Linked DNA regions of Mustela erminea: region 2 is linked to region 1. The links are chromatin contacts, called in public Hi-C maps. All regions are on one chromosome and are shown on one strand. The core of a region is the stretch at or near the end of the contact, and the rest is flanking DNA. Distances in the headings are between cores, read along the strand shown.

What was found. A called contact is a pair of places that touch in the nucleus more often than the background predicts.
Region 2: a contact with region 1 is called in a Hi-C map of fibroblasts, with 2.4 times the contacts expected there. The contact joins two enhancer-like sites. A contact is called at or near these places in 2 of 3 Hi-C or Micro-C datasets (fibroblasts and spleen).

What each region holds. Positions count from the first base shown.
Region 1 is chr18:16,683,057-16,688,264 of mMusErm1.Pri, forward strand. SMYD4 (SET and MYND domain-containing protein 4) reads left to right here. Exons shown (of 11, transcript XM_032320203.1): 6 at 2,334-2,516; 7 at 2,922-3,085. Among named protein-coding and RNA genes, the nearest start is that of SERPINF1, 19 kb to the right of the region's middle. Within about 2 kb of position 2,200, the one cell type or tissue checked has open chromatin away from gene starts, as enhancers often do. A contact at or near this core is called in fibroblasts, where this site is marked.
Region 2 is chr18:16,779,690-16,784,897 of mMusErm1.Pri, forward strand. All of the region lies in intron 24 of PRPF8 (pre-mRNA-processing-splicing factor 8), which reads left to right. Among named protein-coding and RNA genes, the nearest start is that of PRPF8, 14 kb to the left of the region's middle. Within about 2 kb of position 2,027, the one cell type or tissue checked has open chromatin away from gene starts, as enhancers often do. A contact at or near this core is called in fibroblasts, where this site is marked.

The DNA.
Region 1 (5,208 bases), core at 950-3,449:
CCCTGTACTGCTCCTTCCTGCTGCCTACCTTTTAGCATTTTCACTGCTCATTAGTACATACACCAGAAGGTAGGCATTGGAGGGGGGAAGGGAGGGTAAACTAAAATCTGCCGAATACTTAAGAGCAGCTCTGATGAGAGATTTCAATACAATTTGTGGGACTGTTGACTCCAATTGAGTCATTTGGATTCCCTGTGAATTTTATTGACTTGTTCTGTTCTCGTCCTCCATAGCAACAGATAATAGAATGGTCTGCAGAGAGACAACATGATTCCTGTATTTAGTGTTTTCCTTTCTAGAACATTTCCACATGGTGGTTCATGATATTTTCTTTATTCATTGCATTTGTCCCTTGACTACTTCAGTTCTTCGGAGATTGGTGTGTTGAAATTCCTGGCATGCACAGTGACGGGACAATTAGCTGATGGCTTTTCAGTTATGCGGAAAACTGAAAGCTTCCCTCTGAAGTATGAGAATCATTCAGATTTCAACCAGTTCTGTTGAAAATACAGTTTCCTTGGGGCGCCAGGGTTAAAGCCTCTGCCTTCGGCTCAGGTCATGATCCCAGGGTCCTGGGATCAAGCCCTGGATGGAGCCCTGCCTGCATCGGGCTCTCGATGCTCAGCAGGGAGCCTGCTTCCTCCTCTCTCTCTCTGCCTGCCTCTCTGCCTGCTTGTGCTCTCTGTCTGTCAAATAAATAAATAAGTCTTTAAAAAGAAAGAAAATACAGTTTCCTCGTGCTTCCAACCAAGGCTACCGAACACAACTTCAAGCCTTTCTGGATGCCCAAGGTTATCTGTCTTGTGCATCCGTCTCCCTGAGATGGGTAGGTATGGCTATTACAAAACCCACTCAGATAGGCCATCAGTCTAGGAACCTCTGGTTAAGAAAGTGTCACAGTGTAAAGCTTGAGTGGTACTAGTGTTTTTGTTTGCCCTGAGGCTGTTATTCTTATGTAAGTTTTCTGCCTCCCTCTCCTGTCTGTCTTCCTGTCTCCTGCCATTGTCAGAAAACCTGCCTCTTATTAGTTCTGTTTCTCGACTGCTCTGGGCTGAGGAACTGAATAACCAAGCCATTTAAAACCGTGGCTAAAATAAGAGCAAATAGGACTGCATGAGAGGATACAGACCTCCTCATCTGTAAATCTAAATGTGGGAGCTTTGGTGCAGAAATAGCCTCACTGCTTGAAGGCCTTTTCCTTCCTTCCCAATTTTCAATCATGTCGTTAAATTGCTGTTTAATTGTGTTTCTAAGAAGAGATTGTTTGGGACATGAGACTCTCTTGAGTAGGGCCCTTCCACAGAGGTTTTAGGGTTTTTTTGTTTTTTTCCCCAAAGATTTTATTTATTTATTTATTTATTTATTTATTTTTTAAAGATTTTATTTATTTATCAGAGAGAGAGAGCACAGGCAGACAGAATGGCAGGCAGAGGCAGAGGGAGAAGCAGGCTCCCCGCTGAGCAAGGAGCCCGATGTGGGACTGGATCCCAGAACGCTGGGATCATGACCTGAGCCGAAGGCAGCTGCTTAACCAACTGAGCCACCCAGGCGTCCCTATTTATTTATTTTTGAGAGAGAGAGACAAAGTATGAACACTTGGGGAGGGGCAGAGGTTGAGGGAGAAGCAGGCTCCTCGCTGAGCAGGGAGACTGATGTGGGGCTCGATCCCAGGACCCTGGGATCATGACCTGAGCCCAAGACAGACACTTAACCAACTGAGTCCCCCAGGTGCCCCCAGAGAGGTTTTTTTCAATGACAACTGCTGCTGTCTGATTTCCCACAAAGTTGGGACAGACGGCTCAAGGAACCAGGTAAGCTTAAGAAATACGGTTTTTAAAAATATATTATAAACCTACTTAGTTTGAGAGAACAATTAGGTTACTTATTCTATTAACTAACCAAAGACCAGTTAAACAAAAGCAGCTTCAACTATAGAAGCCTTTGGGAAATAACCTCAGCAGGTACTCTCATTTCTGTGTCCTGGTGAACATTATGAAGCTGTCTATCTAGAAGGCTCCCGACTGACAGTTCCTTTATTATTATTATTATTATTATTATTTAATGCATTCTAATCTTTGGATTTTTTCTGGAATTGAGACACAGTGGTTAGGTTCCAGGATTCTGGTGGACTTTTCATGTGTTCATTTGCTTTGCTTCCTGGGGACGAGGGTTTGCTGTGAGTCATGTTCCATCTGATGTCTGTTGGATCCGGCTCCGGAGCTCTGACTCAGATGGGCTTCAGGCCCAGTGGCCCAGCTCATCTTCTGAGGGATGGACAGCGAGGCCAAGACTAATGTCCTGACACATTTTTCCTTTTTCCTGTACGCTTTGAGGATCTGAAGAGAAAAACGTCACCAACAGCAGGCAGGTCCGCCTTGCAACAGGCATCTTCCCTGTTGTCAGCCTCCTGAACCACTCCTGCAGCCCCAACACCAGCATGTCCTTCGTTAACACCGTCGCCACCGTCCGAGCATCAGAGAAGATTGCAAAAGGGCAAGAGATACTGCACTGCTATGGTGAGCCCTCCCTCCTCATCACGAGCCACCCTTCTCTGGCAGGAAAGGACAGGGCGAATGAGAACGAGCAAACCCCCAGACAGGTGAAGGCAGTACACACTGAGGCCAAAAAAAAGGGGGGGGGGGTGCTCCTGGCCTCCTTCCTTGGCCCTGTTGTGTCTAAGCTATCATGTATCTCCCTGCTTAATCCCATAAACTTCCTCGTCCAAAAAACGGGCAAAGACTAGCTTTAGGGGTTTTTTTCCCTTGCAACTTAGAAGCTTATTTCTCTATCTAGTGCCACAAATGTTTAAGTAAGGGTACTCATCGCATGATGGAGGATCGCTCCTGCTGAGCTGAAGTTTTTGTAAGTAGCGCTCGACTCTCCCTTGCCTTCAACATCGGCCAAGTGTGGTCTCTCCACAGGGCCTCACCACAGTAGGATGGCCGTCGCCGACAGGCAGCAGAAGCTGAGGGCTCAGTACTTCTTTGACTGCAGCTGCCCGGTGTGTCAGAAGGAGAAGCACAGAGCCACCGTCGGGCCCCGGTGGGAGGCATTCTGTTGTGGCCGCTGCGGAGCGCTCCTGCAGGTGAAGCTCTCTCCTCCCTTCCTCTCTCCACATTTGCTGGAGCTGGTCTGTCATCCAGCCTGGAGGCCGTACATCTTTAGGAGAAGCTGAGAGCCGCAGTGTCTTCCCCTTCAGCCCATCTTGCCCACACCTTTCCCCGGAACTACATGAGAGGCTGGCCCTCTGTGTCTTGCAGATAACAGAAAATCCCCCCTGAACCAGTCTGGGGTTGGGAAGACCCTGAGAAGTTATTTGCCCAAGTAAATCACTGAAAGGTCCCAGGACGAGGATATTTCAGCTAACGACTTTTTTTTTTTTTTTCCCACTTTCTTCTCTTATTGGGGAACACACACACGGGATAATCAGAGATCCAAGGGCTCAGATAATGCCACCAAGACCCAATTTCTCTCTGCCTCCCTCAATTCTGCTTTCTCGATTAGCCCAAACAGACTTCCTCTGGTGGTAGCAAGATATCCAGCCTCATAGCCTCTGGCTTGGGAGGCTAGATGTGTGCTCCTCTAACAGCAGTCTGGGCAAAAATTTTATGGCATTTCATTTACCTGATACCCATGGCTGGTGGCTAATCAGACTCCCATCGTTTTCCTCCAGCCGTTTGGCCCAGAGGAATGGGTCAGATGCAAGCCACATGGCCACCCCCCTGGCCACCAGGCACTGGCTGTGGGAGGGTGGGAGAGGATCCCCAGGAGAAATCACGTTGCCATTGCCAAATGAGGGTCGAGACACTGGCATTTAAAAAACAGCAAATGGGGCACCTCGGTGGTGTGGCTGGTTGAGCGTCCAACTCTTTATTTCAGCCCAGGTCGCGATCTCAGGGTCCTGGGATCGAGCCCCAGTGTGGGGCTCCATGCTGGGCATGGAACCTGCTTCAGATTCTCTTTCTCCCTCTCTCTTTGCCCCTCTGCCCCCAAATAAATAAATGAATAAATAAAAAATAGCCAAAGTCCACCTCAAAAATTTTCTCTGTTGAGGAGATGGTATTCTTTGGGGAGCCGTAAGTGTATTGTAGAGCTGGTCGTGTTGTAAAGCTGAAGTTACAAACCTAAGGTCAGATGTGGGAAGGCCTCTCCTGGCATCTCTTTCTATTGGTTTTCTTTTCTTTTCTTTTTTTTTTTTTTTAAGATTTTATTTATTTATTTGTCAGAGAGATCACAAGTAGGCAGAGAGACAGGCAAAGGCAGAGGAAGAAGCAGGCTCCCCGCCGAGCAAGGAGCCTGATATAGGACTCAATCCCAGGACGCTGGGATCATGACCTGAGCTGAAGGCAGCCGCTTAACCAATTGAGCCACCCAGGCATCCCTAATATATATTTTTTTAAGATTTTACTTATTTGTCAGAGAGCGAGTGCACACACACAAGCAGGGTGAGTGGCAGGCAGAAGGAGAGGCAGGCAGAGGGAGAAACAGACACCCTGCTGAGCAAGAAGCTTGATGCAGGAATTGATCCCAGGACCCTGGGGTCATGACCTGATCCAAAAGCAGGCGCTTAACCACCTGAGCCACCCAGGCGCCCCTATTTATTTATTTTAGAGAGAGAGAAAACTAGTGGGAGGGGCAGAGGGAAAGGGAGAGAGAATGCCCAGCAGACTCTGCACTGAGCATGGAGCCCAATGCAGGGCACCAAAGAGTTGGATGCTTAACTGAATAAGCCACCCAAGCACCCCTGGCTTTTTCTTTTTCTTTCTTTTTTTTTTTTTTTTTTTTTTTTTTTTTTTTTTTTTAATGGAAGTATCATTGGCACACAATGTCGCATTAATTTCAGGTGCATAACAGAGTGGTTTCAATGACTCTGTACTCTGATGGCTTCTTCATAATCACTGGAAATCTGTCCGTCATCCAAAGTTCTGGACCCATACAGACCCAGGAGAGGGGTATAGAGACGGAAGGAAACTCTAATCTGTGCCAGTTTAATTTTGGTTGCAAAAATTAAATCTCAGGGAGGGATCGCCTAGGGCTTTCATTAGAGTTGCTGCGTCAAACCCAACTGAGTCAGGCTTTGGTCGTGGTGTATTATTAGGGCATCTCTTTGCCCCATAGGGTTGGAAGCTGCAGAGTGACCCTATAATGTAAAACACATGCGGTGTTGCTAACCGACGGGGGTACAGGAATAAAGACAAAACTGGCTTT
Region 2 (5,208 bases), core at 777-3,276, 96 kb after region 1:
GCATCCTGGGAAGTGCTAGGTTCTAATTAGGCTGTGCTCCAAACACTTACGACCTCAACATCAGGAGTCACATGCTCTTCAAACTGAGTCATTCAGGAGCCCATTATCTTAGTATTTCTTTTTTTTTTTTCATTTCCAAGATTTTATTTATTTATATGACAGAGACACAGTGAGAGAGGGAACACAAGCAGGGGAAGTGGGAGGGGGAGAAGCAGACTCCCTGCCGAGCAGGGAGCCCGATTAGGAGCTCGACCCTGGGATCACGACCTGAGCTAAAGGCAGATGCTTAAAGACTGAGCCACCCAGGTGCCCCTGTCTTAGTATTTCTAACTTAAAATTTCTCGGGTTTTTTGGTGGGGGGTTAGTAGAAGAGGAGAGAAAAGAAAGAGAAAAGAAGAGAAAACTTTTATCTTTTTAGGTTGGTTTATTTCCTCCAAGGGCTAGATATTAGGAATTATGTAACTCATTCATTCCATTGGTGATTGTTGATAACTACTATGTTGGAGGCTCTGCACACTACACGTAAGATAGAGTCTCTGCTTTTGTTGAGTTGGCCTGCCTAGTTGGAGAGACACATCCATGGATAGGAGAACTATAACAGGATGTAGTGTTTATAGAGCTATTGTATTATTTGGGAATATTTGAGAAGACTTAGGTTAATGTTTGTAGCCCAGTCTGGGAGAGGGAGAGGAAAGGCTTCCTGGAAGAAGTAACATGATGAGGCAGGTGAGGGAGGGCATTCCTTCAGCCTTACGCCTTGGAGAGATAACTATCATGATATGTGTGGGGCTATACAAGGCTTAGGTTTATTGGGGTATGGTTGTTGAGTTGGGAATGTTGGGATACAGGGGTGGGATAGATATGCAAGAGCCAGATCCTGGAGGGTATTGCATGCCTTGTTAAGAATCCTCTGAGGGGGGTGCCTGGGTGGCTCAGTGGGTTAAGCCTCTGCCTTTGGCTCAGGTCCTGGTCCCAGGTCCTAGGATTGAGCCCTGCGTCTGGCTCTCTGCTCAGCAGGGAGTCTGTTTCCTCCTCTTTCTCTTTGCCTGCCTCTCTGCCTGTTTGTGATCTGTGTTTGTCAAATAAATAAAATCTTAAAAAATCCTGTGAGGGTCTTAGGTCTAAGAGCAACTTTTCCAGATTTCTGTGTTAGGTATGATTCTTCTTGCAGTTGTGAGGAGGATGGGTTTGGGTTGGGGTAGAAAATCAGGTTTGGGGTTTGGAGGTTCTGAATTACCAATGACAGTGATGACAACAGTGAGGGGACAGGAGCAGATCTGATAAGTAGTTAGCAGGTAAAGTCAGCAGAGCCTCATTTTGGTGGAATGCCAGAGGGAAAGGAAAGTAACAGTTTTGGGCGTGGCTGACTAGGTAGATATTGACACTACCAACTGGAAGAGTACAGGAAGAAGAGCAGGTTTAGGAGGGAAGATAAATAGATTTAGTTGAGGATGTAACAAGTTTGAGGTTCCTGGGAACATCCAGATGGAGGTGTTTGGCAGGCATTTATTATATCCTTTTTCTTCTGTTCCAAGGTATATATGTTTGTGTGTGTGTGTTTCCCACCTTAAATTGATAGTCTTTTAGATTTGCTGAAAAATAATTTGGACTTCAAGTTTTTGAGGGAGAAATGAGGTGAGAAAGAGCAGTGAGGGGTAATTGGGGTAATTTCAAGGCTCCTATAGGATGTCCAAATGGAGATATTTTGCAATCTGAAGCTTGGAAGAGATGTCTAGGTGGAAGATGTAGATTTAGGAGTCTGTCGAAGGTGGTGGTTTAAAGTTCAAGAGTAAGCAAGATTGTCTAGGTCAGGTGTAAGGAAAGAAGAGCAGAGGGATGAATTTGGAACCATAGGAAACACTGAGCAGCAGTGTGGCCAGACTGGGAGAGTGCCAGCTCATTAGAGCCAAGGATGTCAGGAATTGAGGCAGGCATTTAAGGGTGTCAGTTGCCTAAGAGTGTTTTAGTTAGATAAGGCCTGAAAAGAATCCATTGGATTTGGCGGTCAGGACGTCATTGGTGACCTTAGCAAGAGCTGTTTCAGAAATAGTGGGGAGAGAAGCCAGATTGAGGCTTTATGGGAAGTAAGGGAGTGGAGACTTCAAGGACCGGCAACTTGCCAGAGCTGGAGTAAAAGGAAGAAGGACATAATACGCCACCTAGAGGGAGATCTAAGCCAAGGCACTATTTTTGAATGGGATTGGCTTGAGGATGTTCCCATTAGGGAGCCAGGGGTCAGTTCAGGGTACAGCAGACCCGTGTGGTAAGTAATGGAGCAGTGTTCCCAAGAGTTGAATGTGGGGGTACAGTAAAGGACAGGCAGAGGGAAATATCCTCTGAACCTAAAAGAAAAGAGGTCTGGACAGATGTGAATATAAAGTTGAGTGGGAAATTACAATCTTGAATTTCTCAGTTTTGCCTGGGTTGGACTTGAGCATGGCGGTGAGGGAATAATAGGATTGTTGAAGAAACTGTGCCACAGGTGGGTGTCAGGAAAATGAGGACAACTCTTGAGTGTGAGTTCTTCCCAGAAACACTTAGCTACTCAGTGACAGGATGGACAAAGTCCATCATATCATGGCAGTGAGGTGATTCAGGATTGGGGGTTGCCAGAGGATTGTTGTGGAGTGGTAAGGGATTGGATGCAGGGAAATCCAGAGTGCTGGCTTCTTTTGGGATCCTGGATTTGTTTGGATGGGCATGGTGGGTAGGAAGAGACTAGACGAGGCCAGAGGTCTTGGGAGAAAGTGTAGGGGTCAAAGGAGTAGATAGATATGTTAGAGGTGAGAACCTGAGAGCTCAGAGCCTGTGAGGTCATAGGTTAGGGAAACAGTTTAGAAGCAGTTAGAAGGACAGGTTCTGGAGTCCAGTCAGGTTCAGATCATAGCTCTGTCATAACTAGTTGGGATTTTGGGCATGTCACCCACTTTGGGCCTTAGTTCTTTTCATAAAGTGGGGATACTGATGATGACGTGCCTGGCTGGCTCAGTTGGAAGAACATGCAACTCTTGGTCTCAGGATTGTGAATTTGAGCCCCAACTTGGGTTACAGATTACTTAAACTTTTTTTTTTAAATGGGGAGGGGTGCCTGGGTGGCTCAGGTGGTTGAGTATCTGCCTTTAGCTCAGGTCATGATCTCCAGGTTTTGGGATAGAGCCCCGCGTCAGGCTCCCAGCTCAGTGGGGAGTCTGCTTTTCCTTCTCCCTCTGCTTGTGGTCTATCTGTCTGTCTCTCTGTCGTGAATAAGGTCTTTTTAAAAAAATGGGGGGGTGGGGATGCTGAGGGGCAGCTAGGTGGCTCAGTTAAGCTTCTGACTCTTGATTTCGGCTCAGGTCATGATCTCAGGGTTGTGAGATCGAGCCAGGGCTCCCATCTCAGTGGGGAGTCGACTGCTTCTCTCTCTCCCCCCACCTCAGATATTTTTTTAAAATGGGGATACGGGGTGTCTGGGTGCCTCATTGGCACCTTGCCTTCGGCTCAGGTCATGATCTCAGGGTCCTGGGATTGAGCCCCGCAAGCAGGGGAGCCTGCTTCCCCTCCGCCTCTGCCTCTCTGCCTACTTGTGACTTCTCTCCCTGTCAAATAAATAAATAAATAATCTTTTAAGAAATGGGAATTCTGAACGTGTTACCTAGTTCAGGGGGCTTTTGTGAAAATTAATATAGTACGTTATATTTAATAAATTACTTAATAAAGGTTTGCCATCATTAATTGGAGGAATCAGGGATTATGATCAGATAATAGAATATAGGGATTTATTTCCTGAGGCAAAGTACTTGGAATAAAATTTCTTGGTCTTCTAGTCTTGATAGAGGGAAATATCCAGTAGGGTAAGAGGTGGCTGAATCTTAAGCTCCTCTAAAATGTCCTTCCTCCTTGGATGCTTGCAATCATCGCTGCCGCTACCACTTTAGATCCTTTCGTCATTCTTGCTTTAGGTATATGTAGCACACTAGCTAGAGCTTGGAGACAGGACTGTTCCCTTCGGTCCTAGCTATAAAATAAGGCTGGGACATTTAAGCAGGTTTTGGTGAGGTCCAGGAATAATAGAAGAAAAGCAGAAATGGACTTGGATAGTCTGATTTACGAGGTGCAGTCTGCTTAGCTTCCGTTTGGGAAGGGCCTTGTGGCTACCTTCCTGCTTGGTTTCCTGCCTCCCTACTCTGCTTCCTTCACCAGGGAATCCCTTTCTGCATGTCCAGATGACTTGGAAGTCTAAAGCCAGAGGGACAAGGGTGCCTGGGTGGGGCACCTGGGCAGCTCAGTCTCTTAGGCATCTGCCTTTGGCTCAGGTCATGATCTGGTCCTGGGGTCAAGCCCCACATCAGGCTCTGTGCTGGGTGGGGAGCCTGCTTCTCCCTCCCAGCCCCCCACTCATGCTCTTTCTTACTTTCTCTTAAAAAAAAAAAAAAAAATATATATATATATATATATATGTATTATGTATGTTTTAATTTTACTTATTTACTCAATAGAGAGATCACAAGCAGGCAAAGAGGCAGGCAGAGAGAGAGGGGGACGCAGCCTCCCTGCTGAGCAGAGTGATGCGGGGCTTGATCCCACGACCCTGAGATCATGAGGCTTAACCCACTGAGCCACCCACGTGCCCCTAAATATATTGTTTTTATAAAATTTTATTTTATTTGAGAGTGTGGGGGTGGGGGGCAAGCAGAGGGAGAGGGAGAAGCAGGCTCCCTGCAGAGCAGGGAACCCAGTGAGGGGCTTGATCCCATGACCCTGGGATCATGACCTGCACCGAAGGCAGATGCTTAACTGACTGAGCCATCCAGGCATCCTCTCTCTAAATAATGATTAAAAAAAAAAAATCTTTAAAAAATGAAAAAAATAGGGGTGCCTCGGTGGTTCAGTGGGTTAAGCCTCTGCCTTCGTCTCGGGTCATGATGTCCGGGTCCAGAGATCGAGCCCCGCATCGGGCTCTCTGCTTGACGGGGAGCCTGCTTTCCCCCTCTCTCTGCCTGCTTGTGATCTCTGTCTGTCAAATAAATAAGATCTTTAAAAAAAAAAATGAAAAAATAAGTTAGACCTACTTCAAGAGAACATCTGTGCCTGGCAGTAGATGTATTTGTGTTCCTTTGGGGGTTTTGTTTTGACTTCTATTTCATGTTAGTTATTTTTAGACTTAAATTTTTAGAACAATTTTAGGTTTAAAATAACATTGAGAGGAAGAGACAGAGATTTCTTGTTATA